3 separate regions of the Sus scrofa genome follow, and all the other regions are linked to region 2. Evidence: chromatin contacts called from public Hi-C and HiChIP or PLAC-seq data. All regions are on one chromosome and are shown on one strand. The core of a region is the stretch at or near the end of the contact, and the rest is flanking DNA. Distances in the headings are between cores, read along the strand shown. Region 1 overlaps EIF4G3 (eukaryotic translation initiation factor 4 gamma 3). Region 2 has its middle 10 kb from the start of EIF4G3. Region 3 has its middle 24 kb from the start of SH2D5.

Region 1 (3,638 bases), core at 269-2,768, 280 kb after region 2:
ATTTCAGTAAATGTTTATTGATGAACATTGAAATTTGAATTTCATATATAATATTCACGTCATAAAATACTCTTCTTTGGAATATTTTTCCACCATTGCAAGATTAAAAACCAAGCTTACCTTGCATACTCTACAAAACCCGATTTAACCTATGGGCTATCATTTGCTAAAACCTGCTTTAGATTGTTATTCTTCATATATGAGAACTGTTTGGACTCATTTTGAACCAATCACTTTTTTCTTAACCTTATAGTTTAAAAGGATATTAAAAAGATATTTAGTCCCTTTCACACAGACTTTTTCCAGAAACCCTAGTCCCTTGTCTTTCTTAAAATTGAGCATTTATTAAAGTAGTTTAGTAAATTTTGGTTGTCATTGTCTTCATTTTTCACTGATCATCAAATCTCTCCTTATATTTTTTTCTCAGCCTTCAAAAGAATGTGTTTCAGGTATCAAGATATTTTAGGTTATAAGTGGTTGTTATGTCATCACAAATATTTAATCAGATTTTTTAAATTGAAGCTTAGAAAGAGCATGAAGGATGATCCATCTTAAAATTGCTAGTCAAGACATCCTAAAATTTGTTTAAAATTTTTAGGATATTTCATCTATCATTACATACATAGTTGTCAATCTGATTTTCTATCAAAAACTCATGCATTAAGCAGGCAGTTTTGTCGACTGAATTTTTCTCTTATTAAGTTCCTATGAAAGTTTCTGCTTTAATAGGCCAGCTAATAAAGTGCTTTATTTTTTCAGTCATGCTTTCTGGGTAGATAATTCAAGGAGTATTAGATATTTGCAAACTAATTGAATAGAGCTCCATCCTACAGAAAGAAAAATAATCATCATAAATATTGAATGCAGCTGTTTTTGTGTATTCCCTTGAAAAATAGCCCTTCTAATAACAATGTGGCTCAGATACCTCAGTGATTCTTGTGCTCTGAGTTGTGAGCATTCATGGACCAAATTTGCTTATGCTTTTTTTTTCCCAGTTAGCAGTTGACTTTGTAAGTAATACAGCCTCTGTTTATATCCAATAGACCGTCTCTTGTTGATTTTAGGTACAGAGAAGACGACTCAACAAATTTTTTCTCCAAAATAGCATTTTTTTTCACATTTTACAGGATCTAAAATAAGAATTCTGTATAATGTAATTATACTGCTTTTTAGTTAAGTTTTAACTACCATTCACAGACTTATATTCCAAATTATTAAAGATCTTCTTAATGTCCTATACTTAATTGTAAGGTTACAAGGTTGCTTTGAGTTAATTCAGACTGTAGTAGAGTATAGAATAAGAAATATGACCGCTTATTCATGATTCAAACTTGGCGATCGGTTTTTTCTCAAACTTTCATCAAAGATGCCTACTTTCTGATGTGTTTTATAAAAAATAAATCATGTTTATCCTTTATTTTCTTAGAATTTTATGTCTTTCTTTTGATAGTTTCCATGCTCTCCAGAGCAAGGAAGCATGTGCATGTATGTGTAGGTGTGTGTGTGTGTGCATGCGTGTGTTTGCATGAACTTTTTATTTCCATTTTAGAAACAAGGCTTAAAAATTGTTTCTGTTGACATCATTTTAAAACTTAGTGCCTTTTCCCCATGATTTGATTTATGGTAGAAGAAAATTTATTAACACTGTATCTGTTACAACATGTCATTTACTTCACTTAATAACAAAGCAGAGTTTGTAACTCTTTAATTAAACTTCTTTTCAACCAATTCAGCAGAGCCTCTAATTTGGCTCTCTTACTGTGAATTTATCAACTGGGATTTGGTAAGTTCCTGTTTCCTCAGAGTGCTTCCAAAGGACTTTTTTCAGAGTGCGTCCCTTCATAAAAAAGAAGGACTTAAAGTTCATTGAGAACTTTATCTTGGGGAGTTTTTATGGCTCATATGACCTTAAGAAATACTTTTTTTTTTTTAATCTGAAATCAAAATGGTAATAAATCATCTGGTGAATAACTTTAATTATGTTTTATCTTTTAAAAATAGGGTGCACCGGAACCCAGATTTCTTCCTGGGGGAATATATTCCCAAGCATTTTTCCATGAATGATTTGATTAAGATCACAATCTCAGACAATTCTAAGAACCAGTAAACAAAATAGATTTTAATTAAGAGGTAACCTCCTTGTAAAATGAGAGATGGTCAGCTTCGTGGGACTTACTTTAAACTACTCATCAAATTCTCCATTTCGCAGAACAGGACAGCACAAAAAATACCCTCTAGTGTTTCTTTTTTTATTTGCTGAGCTTTAGTGGCAAGGCTAGGAGTGCTTGATTTAGATTCTGACTAGAGCTCTTTCGTGTCCATCAAGTTCGAAGGATTAACAGTTCTTTCCTTTTTAACCTTTGATATATTTAGATTTCATTAGTCATGTTAAAGCATTTCAGTAGCCATTTGAATTGTCTGCTTTATCCCAAGAGATGAAATGAGAAAAGTATTTTAAATAAACTTACCATTCTAGTGCCATATGCTGAACACAGGCATCCTTAACTTAAGTGCTATGTTTTCCTGTGCTTTATGAGGGGATAAGTGTAGGTCTTCAAGTATATTTACACACAGTGAAAATATAACCTCTGTGTTCACTTATGCTTTAGCCTAAAGCTGAAGAGGAGCTTTCAAGTGACAAAGTACTTGAATCTGAGCAGGATAAAATGAGCCAAGGGTTTCATCCTGAAAGAGACCCCTCTGACCTAAAAAACGTGAAAGCTGTGGAAGAAAATGGAGAAGAAGCTGAGCCTGTACGTAATGGTGCTGAGAGTGTTTCTGAGGGTGAAGGAGTAGATGCTAATTCAGGCTCCACTGATAGTTCTGGTGAAGGGGTCACATTCCCATTTAAATCAGGTAAGTTTATCCCTGCCTTCTTGTGTATGTCTTTCCTTTCTCGCCTTCACTCTATCGCAACTTAGAGAAATGTTGCCGCCTCATAGAGAAATACTGGATGGAAGGATGGGGTTCATCACAGTGTAATATTTACAGAATAGCTCAGCAGGCATAAGTTAGTGACCAGCAAATCCAGAGTCTTATGTTAGTGGAACTGATATCTGATGCTGGCGTTGTGCTTTTACTGGCATTGGAGGAGTAGCTGACAAAGGGAATCGGTCTGTACTAGACTTTGACAAGAGAAATTTAATTTATTCATTTTAATTGAAAGGGATATTTCAGCTTAGGACCATGTTCTTTGGGATACTTGTCATTTCACAGACCTTAAACTTAGCTTATTGACTGAAATCGCTCTGTAGAACTGGCAGTCAGAACCAGTATGCTAAGTTCTTGACCACCTGTGGTATGAGACGTGCCCTGTGAAATAGGTGATAAAGCCTAGAGGATCTTTCAACTTTAGACACCATCAAATGCACTTGACCTCTGTCCCAATACCATGTAAACCATGGTTAACATTGAGATTCATGGAGGGATTTGGTATGGACATGTGAGGAAAAGTAGGAAGTTTGGGTTAGGTGAATAGTTTTTCTTAGTCTGCCAAGTCTAGTGACTTGTGGATGAGGCAGGGTTTTAATGTAATATATTGGGCCTCAAAAATAATCTAGACCAGTCTTTTTCAAATTTCTGGTTTTAATCCATTTAATAGAGTTATTAATTTAGTGAGTTATAACCAATATTTTTAA
Region 2 (3,628 bases), core at 1,034-3,533:
AAGAGAATAGATTGGAGGAGAGCTCAAGTGCAAGTAGGGAGACTAGTCGAGAGGCTGAGATAAAAAAGGGGCACGGCAAATCCAAGGCAGCAGGGAGTCTGCTCCTGGACCTGTCTACAATTTCCTTCCCTTCCAGAGCACCGAGGCCGGTTCTGGACAGGGAGTTCAGGGGGGCTGTTTCTTGCTAGTTTAAGTGATGACCACTAGAGGGCGCACAACCCTAAAGAGACGATTGGAATCCGCCCTGGTCCACCGCCCGACTGAGTCCTGGGACTGCCAGAAGGGGTGTCCTCCTGCGGCCCGGTTAGATGGCTGTTTCGGGGGCCCACAGGAGCCTGTCTTCAGTTGCTTTGTTAGAAAGCAGTGACTAAACTGAAGGAGTCTGGACTGGGAGCCTGAAAATGTGAATTTTAATCCCTTCCCCACAGCTCCCTGACTTCCCCTCTACGAGACCCTGACCTCCCTGCAAGAATCTTTGCCCCTGTTTTCCCGTTTGCTCCCCCATCCGGCCCAGGCCCCCCACCCTCATTTCAGAGAGAGCCTGTGTAATGCAGGGGCTCAGAACCTGGTGTTTGAGCAACCTGGGTTTAACCTCCATTCCAACCACAGACTAGCTAAGTAACCTTGGTCAAGTGACTTCACATCTCAAAGCCCCAGTTTCCATCTCTGTTAAATGAGAATCCTGACACATCTCCTGCACAGTTGCAAATTATTAGATGATGTCTGTTTAGCACAGCTGCTGGTACATAATAATTGCTGAAGGTATGTTTATTATTCAGGTAGAAATGTGACTCACATTCATCAAGTGCTTAATGAATTAATGAATCTCCAGGACTGGGGCTTTGCTAGTAATTCCTTTTGTGGCTTTTGGCAAAATTCCTGCCCTTTTCTGAGCCTCAGTTTCTTCAACAGAAAAACAGGGGGTTAGGGAGTGGGTTAAGGATCCAGGGAGTTCCCGTCGTGGCGCAGTGGTTAACGAATCCGACTGGGAACCATGAGGTTGCGGGTTCGATCCCTGCCCTTGCTCAGTGGGTTAAGGATCCGGCATTGCCTTGAGCTGTGGTGTAGGTTGCAGACCCGGCTCGGATCCTGTGTTGCTGTGGCTCTGGTGTAGGCCAGTGTCTACAGCTCCGATTGGACCCCTAGCCTGGGAACCTCCATATGCTGCAGGAGCGGCCCAAGAAATAGCAAAAAAGAAAAAAAAAAAAAAAAAAGGATCCAGGGTTGCCACTGCAGTGGCTTGGGTCACAGCTGTGGCATGAGTTCCACCCCTAGCCCTGGGAACTTTCACACGCCACGGGCGTGGCCAAATAAATAAATAAATAAAAGATTTATTTCACCCCCCTCAAAAAAATACTAATATTGAATTTTTAAAAATATAGGGGGTTAGATTAGAATGGATTTTCAGCAAGAGCCATTCCAGCCCAGGCACTCCAGGCTGTTTCTACTTCCCACCCTTCTTCTTCTCCCCCTAACCCCCACCACTTTCTTCCTTTCTTCCATCTATCCATCACTTATTCATTCATTCCACAATTATTTATTGAGTATCTACTATATTCCAGGTGCAGGAAACAAAAGAGACCCGCATCAAAACAGGTGTCCATCGCTGACAGCCCGTCTGTTGGAAGCATGTTTGTTCAAAACCTTCTTTGTCCCCTGCTCCAGCAATCAATCTTGCAGGTTATTTCGTGTTTGGAACAGGAAAAAATTGTGCCAAGAGTTTATTTCCATGCATCTCTGTGTGGCTGTGTACACACACACACATTTATATATAACATTTGCAGCAGCGTTGTCATGGGAACCGTTTTTTGGTATCTCTGGGCATGAGGCTGCCTGAGAGTGGGGGAGCTTTTATGGAACACCCCCTGCATGCACTTTTGTGTGGTGCAAAATCCTGCTGGGAGAGTTCCCCAAGAGCCTTTGTCGGCCCTTTTGATCATTGCTGCCTATTTTTCTCCTTGATCTTGTCGGATGTGAGTGAAATTGACTGGGGGAACTGAATGTCAAGCTCAGTGACTGGCAGCGCAAGATCCTCTGGGACATCTGCCAAGGAGCGGCATGGATAGGTCAGCTTGGGCTTTTTGTCTTTTTAAACCCTTGATTTGGGAATGTTTAAGGCTTTGGGGAAGACTTGGATGAAAAGACAAAAGCAACCAGGGAATGTATTTTCAGAAACGACAGCTGCAGCAGCCGCTTTTGAACTTGGTAGGCAGTGCCAGAGCCGGGAGGGGCGGAGCGCCCGCGCACGGGGAGAAGGGAGGTGCTATTCACCACGCCGCTAGCCTGGGCCTGGCCCCATCCTGGGCGCTTCGCATACATTAGCTGCTGGAATCCTCACATCCACCCTGCAAGACAGATGCCGCGGATCTTGGCAGGAAACTGGGATGGAGAGGAAAAGGGCCTAGCCAGGAAGTGGCCAAGCTGCAAGATTCCACCTCTGGCTGGGCTGATCCCAGTGCCAGGGTCCGACCCACTATGTCCGGCCACTGGACCACCTTCTGCAGCCAGGTTTCCCCTCACATCCAGGCCAGGAGGTGGGGGGAGGGGCAGCCAGAAGTAGCAGCCCAGAAATTCAATCCCGCACAAACCCCAAGTCAAGGGGGCAGGTCCAGACATGAGAGGAACACATCAAGCCTGTGCAAATATACCTTCTCTCTCAGTACCTACCAGAGCTGGCTGTTTTGGCTGTCTTGAGAACTGACTGTCTACCAGGCAATTTTCACATTTTTATTATAACGTCTTTGAGGCCAGGCATTCCTGTTGCCGCTCAGCAGTAACGAACCTGACTAGTATCCAGGAGGAAGCGGGTTCGATCCCTGACCTGGCTTGGGGGTGTTAAGGATCTGGCAATGCCCAAGCTGTGATGTAGGTCGCAGACATGGCTGGGATCCTGTGGCTGTGGTGTAGGCAGCAGCGACAGCTTCCCTAGCCTGGGAACGCCCATATGCTGCAGGTGCAGCCCTACAAACCAAAAAAAAAAAAAAAAAAGTGAGAGAGCAAGGTCCAGAGTGGTTAAATGTCTTGTCCAAGATCACACAGCTAATGAGCCGAGCTCTGAACTCAGGCAACCGGGTTCTGGTACCTGAGCTCTTGACTACTGTGCCTCCTGGTCCGCGAGCTAGATTTCTGTGTGTGCGCCGTTCTACATCTGAGCCACGTGGACTCTCCCCACCCCCACCCTCAAAGAGCTTCAGCTGCGCGAGAGATGAGGCCATGGTAAAGGGAGAGGGAAGAGGATCCCTGTATTATTGATGACGTGCTCCATAGTCAGGACCGTGCTAGGTTTTCCACCTCACAACTTTGCTGCGACATTGGAACTACCACAATCCCCTTCCTGTAGATGAGAGGCCTCAAGGTCCAGCAGGGTAAGTGATTTGATTTGCTAAGATCTCAGACCTGGGATTTGAGCCAAGATCTACATTTTCCAAAACCCAAGCCCTAGGCTGCAGAAGCAGAACAGCATTGTCCTGGGCCCTTCTCCCACATCGCTCAGCTATGATGCCAAAGTGGTGTTCCAGTGTCCTCCCGGGAGCAGGGAAGGCCCCTCTAGAAACCCTTGTGTGGCAGAGGACTCGGATCTGTCCAAATCCAGGTGCTCTCCTGAATCTCCCAGAGTAGGATTATACTC
Region 3 (4,186 bases), core at 1,609-4,108, 450 kb after region 2:
CTACTATGGGAAAGTAGAGCGAGTGTTTCCTAAGCCGAAATGGTTTAAAGGGAGGAGTATCTCTTGTTTTTCCAAAATCGTGTTTCCACTTTGCTTTTATGTAAGACCAACACTAGCATGGTAATAGGTTTTTTTTTTTTTGGTCTTTTGTTTTAAAGTGAAAGTCCCCTTCTATTTCTTTCTGACTTGAACTTTCTGACAGTAGGGGATAACTGTATTGACATCCCCAGCTCGGTAGTGTGGAAAGGGAGGTTTAGACAGGTTAATTAACTTGCCCAAGCTTCACCAGCAGTAAGCTGGCCAAAGCTGGAGTTGAACCCAGGTCTGTCTGACATCAAGGTCCTGCATCTCAAACGTCCCATCCATTTTACTGATGCAGTGGGCTCCGATTCTGAGACTTGGTCCCCCGCTGAAAGGGATCTGGTGTGGGGGAGCCCAGAGACCGATGAGAACACGTCATAAGGTTCCTGTGAGGACTGGAGGGGGTGATGAGGGTGAGTCACTTATCAGAGGGCTGGCGGCTCAAGTGTGAGCTCTTTCTGCCACTGGGATTCCGCAGAAGGACAGGGACTGCGACTGTGGGGTTGCACAGTAGATTCATGACAGAAAATGCTAGGGCTGGCCCAGCTGGTCACTGAGCATTGCACCTATTTCATGCATTATTCTGAGTTTCTGAAAGGCTGGAATCATTATGAAAGAACATCATTTCCCAGCCAGGGGAAGCAAGATTAGATGCTTTGAGGGGGTCAATCAGGATGAGCAAGGAGTTCCCATTGTGGCTCAGTGATAACAAGCCCGACTGGTATCCATGAAGATGTGGGTTTGATTTTCTGGCCTCGATCAGCGGGTTAAAGCATCCGGTGTTGCTATGAGCTGTGGTGCTGGTCCCAGAGGCAGCTTGGACCTCCTGCGTTGCTGTGGCTGTGGCATAGGCTGGCAGCTGCAGCTCGGATTTGACCCCTAGCCTGGGAACTTCTATATGTTGCAGGTTTGGCCCTTAAAAAAAAAAAAAAAAAGAGCAGAACATGGCTGACCCTGAGCCCTGTGGGGTCAAGTGACCTTCCAGGAGTGCCAGTTGGTGAAAAGGCTAGACCAGGTCTGGGACCCTTGGGCCTTTACCTGAGTGTGAGGTCTGGCTCTGTCTCCTATCTGGACTCTTTAAATGCTGGGTGGGCCCAGGCAAGTCCAAAGAGGAGTCCAGCGAGGGGATGCTGACCCAGATCGGATGGCTGCCCCAAATTCTGGTGCTTCTTATATGAACAAGCGACCAATGGACTCCCCGCTCCCTGACCCAAAAGGTCCACACCCAGCAGTGGAGGCCACCCTACCTCCGTCAGTGTCAGAGTGCCCAAGCTGAGGGAATGCCAATCACGAATGAGCATCAGTCCTGGGAGGTTGCTATGGAGATTCGCGTTCTGCAGACGAGGAAAGGAGACTGGGAAAGAGGAGGTGACTTGCCTGAGGACACTGGGTTAGGAAGCCACAGAGTCAGGATTGGACATTGTCCGTGGCACAAACTGCCTACATCTCCCCGAGGGTACAGGCCTTGACAGCCACGGGGAGGGGGCACAACCAGATAAAGGGGCTGTGGCTGACTCCTCCCAGGCCTCTGGATCCTCACTGATCTCTAGGTTGGACAGGATGTTGGGATGACCTGGTTTCTGCCCCACCCCCATCCACATGGGGCAGGGCCATTTCCCTGCTCAGCTCCAGAGCCCCTCACCTGCCCCCAGGTCCCCTACTTGTCCTGGCTTCATTTGGAGAGATTGTAAATTTCCCATTGTATGGCCCAGTGGAACACATGCGACCCCAGGGAGCAGCTGTTTTGTTTTGTTTTCTTTTCTTCTCTTTTTTATGGGGCCACACCTGCGGCAAATGGAGGTTCCCAGGCTAGGGGTCGAATCAGAGCCGAAGCTGCCACAGCAACATGGGATCCGAGTTGCATCTGCAACTTACACTACAGCTCACGGCAACGCTGGATCCTTAACCCACTGAGTGAGGCCAGGGATCCAACCCACATCTTCATGCATACCAATCAGATTCATTACTGCTGAGCCACAGCAGAAACTCCAGAGCAGCAATTTTGAAAAAACTTGTTTGTACTGGTCATATGGTAGGAAAAAAATCCCTAAAAATCTGAGGCAGAAAGGCCCTTAGGGAGCTTCTAAGTCCAGTCTTTTCATGGTGCAGATGAGGAAACTGAGTCCCAGGGAGGGGAAGGGACTTGGCCAAGGTCACACAGCAAATGGCTAGTAATAGTGTGCGTTCGGGTGCTTTCCTCCCAGACTTTTTCGGGTGGCGGTATAGGAAACCTGGGGGACAATGAGAAGGCAGTAATGGGGTTCCATTCGGGACATCCAGGAGCTGGTTCATCCATTCAGCAGAGACCTACTGGGAAGACCTGAAGGCCACAGGCTGCAGTAGGTCCGCACGCAGGTGTGAACTGCCCCCTCTCAGTTCCCATCCAGACCGGGACCTGCCCCCAGTCCTGTCCACAGCTCCCACAGACACAGCGGTGCTTTGCTCTTTCCACACAGGAATCTCCAGCCACCCACCTGGAGTCTTTCTGCTGTCTTTTTTTGTTTTTTTTTTCTTACTTTTTTTTTTCCCCTCCATTTTTGGCCTCCCCCAGGCATATGGAGTTCCCAGGCCGGAGATCAGATCCAAGCCACAGTTGCAACCTAAGCTGCAGCTGTGGCAATACCGGATCTTTAACCCACTGTGCCAGCCTGGAGACCGAGAGCCTGAGTCCCAGAGCTCCCAAGATGCTGCCGATCCCGTTGTGCCGCAGCGGGAGCTCCTCTGCTGTCTTTATCCTCGAGCCGGAGCAGCTGAGTCATCGCTCAGCCCCTAGACAGGGAACTGGGGAGAGGAGGGAGGCACAGGGAGCTGCTGCCACGTGTCAACCCCGAAAGGCCAGCCTGCAGCATCCTGGTGTCCTGCCAAATGGCCCTGGGGCGTTGGGGGGCCCTCCTCCATGTCCTCTGTGCCCTGGACCCTAGGATGGGCTCTGTTACCAGGACCTAAGGGCCCAGGAGCTGGCATCTGCAGGCACTTATCCCAGCTGGGCACAGGCCTGAAGCTTGGTGAGTCAGGCCCCCTGGGGGTGGGACCGCCGATGCCACATGCTGGTGCTCAGGGACACTTTCCTCTCTTGGAAGAGGTGCAGCTGGGGTCTCATGTGAACCTCAGAGCAGATGGGAGGAGCTGCTGTTCTTATCCTTTACTGCGGAGGAAGAAACAGGCTCAAAATGCCAAGGCAGGAGCCAGCCCAGGGCACAGTCAGTAAAGGGTGAGAGAGGGGATTTGCACACAGGTGGCCAGGCTCTGCCACACACCATAGGGCCTGGTAATTCCGGCAATTAGAGGTAGTTAGATCAGCTAGGGCCAGCGAGGGATTTGGGGAAACAGATTATACCCCCTCCCCCAACTACCACACAACCCGCCATCGTAGCACCCAAGTCAGGCCTGGGCTGGGAGGTGGGGCCCTCCGGGGTCTCTCTTGTTGGTTCTGGTCACCATCATGGGGCCAGTCGCAGGACACCTCTCCTTCATGGGGGCATTTCTTGGCTCTGGACTGGTCGGCTGTGGTCCAGCCCTGTACACACGCCCGCCCACCCGGCGCAGCCCAGCTGGTTGCCATGGTGATTGGGCTCAGGCCTTGCATCCGTGAGAACAGTTAAGGAGAAGCACGGGGCACAGCTGGCAGCCGTCACTAGGGAAGTGGGGGGGGGGGGGAGAGGGATCCGGGAGCTCAGGAGGTGAGGGGGGCCAGCGCTCCTGTGCCTAAAAATAGGGCGAGTGGGAGACTCCTAAGTGAGGGGTTGCCTTCTGCCTCCCCTTTCCTGCTGGTGAGGTTGTTCAGACTGAAGACAGCCAGCCTCATCCTCTTGTATCTGTGTTCCCTGAACCCCTTCCAAGCGCCCACAGAGTATCTTTTAGAGCCATTCTCTTCTTAATCCTCGTGGTAGTCTTGTGGAAGCAGGATTTAGGATACTCATTTCACAGATGAGGAAACCAAGGCAGAGAGAGGCAAAATGACTTCCCCACGTAGCAGGTCAACAGAACTACGCGTCTAACCCCCGCCTGTCTGACTACATAGGAAACTGCATTCTTCCTGAGGCCGCGAGCAGCCATTCACTCACCTGCGCCTACCACATGCCAAGCAGGAGTGTGGCAGTGATCA

Evidence for each region. A called contact is a pair of places that touch in the nucleus more often than the background predicts. HiChIP or PLAC-seq counts read pairs in DNA pulled down with a chosen protein or histone mark.
Region 1: an H3K27ac HiChIP or PLAC-seq map of skeletal muscle shows a contact between it and region 2, with 6 times the contacts expected there. The contact joins two enhancer-like sites. A contact is called at or near these places in 1 of 5 promoter capture datasets (liver), 1 of 47 Hi-C or Micro-C datasets (skeletal muscle) and 1 of 2 datasets of contacts at active chromatin or transcription factors (skeletal muscle).
Region 3: a contact with region 2 is called in a Hi-C map of embryonic fibroblasts, with 7 times the contacts expected there. The contact joins two enhancer-like sites. A contact is called at or near these places in 1 of 5 promoter capture datasets (fetal liver), 12 of 47 Hi-C or Micro-C datasets (alveolar macrophages, brain, embryonic fibroblasts and 8 more) and 1 of 2 datasets of contacts at active chromatin or transcription factors (skeletal muscle).

Annotation. Positions count from the first base shown.
Region 1 is chr6:79,112,686-79,116,323 of Sscrofa11.1, reverse strand. It overlaps EIF4G3 (eukaryotic translation initiation factor 4 gamma 3), which reads left to right. Exons shown (of 34, transcript XM_021097671.1): 13 at 2,610-2,856. Among named protein-coding and RNA genes, the nearest start is that of HP1BP3, 110 kb to the right of the region's middle. Within about 2 kb of position 1,518, at least 2 of the 83 cell types and tissues checked have an H3K27ac peak or open chromatin away from gene starts, as enhancers often do. A contact at or near this core is called in skeletal muscle, where this site is marked.
Region 2 is chr6:79,390,371-79,393,998 of Sscrofa11.1, reverse strand. No RefSeq gene overlaps it. Among named protein-coding and RNA genes, the nearest start is that of EIF4G3, 10 kb to the right of the region's middle. Within about 2 kb of position 2,283, at least 25 of the 83 cell types and tissues checked have an H3K27ac peak or open chromatin away from gene starts, as enhancers often do. A contact at or near this core is called in embryonic fibroblasts and skeletal muscle, where this site is marked.
Region 3 is chr6:78,940,888-78,945,073 of Sscrofa11.1, reverse strand. No RefSeq gene overlaps it. Among named protein-coding and RNA genes, the nearest start is that of SH2D5, 24 kb to the left of the region's middle. Within about 2 kb of position 2,858, at least 14 of the 83 cell types and tissues checked have an H3K27ac peak or open chromatin away from gene starts, as enhancers often do. A contact at or near this core is called in embryonic fibroblasts, where this site is marked.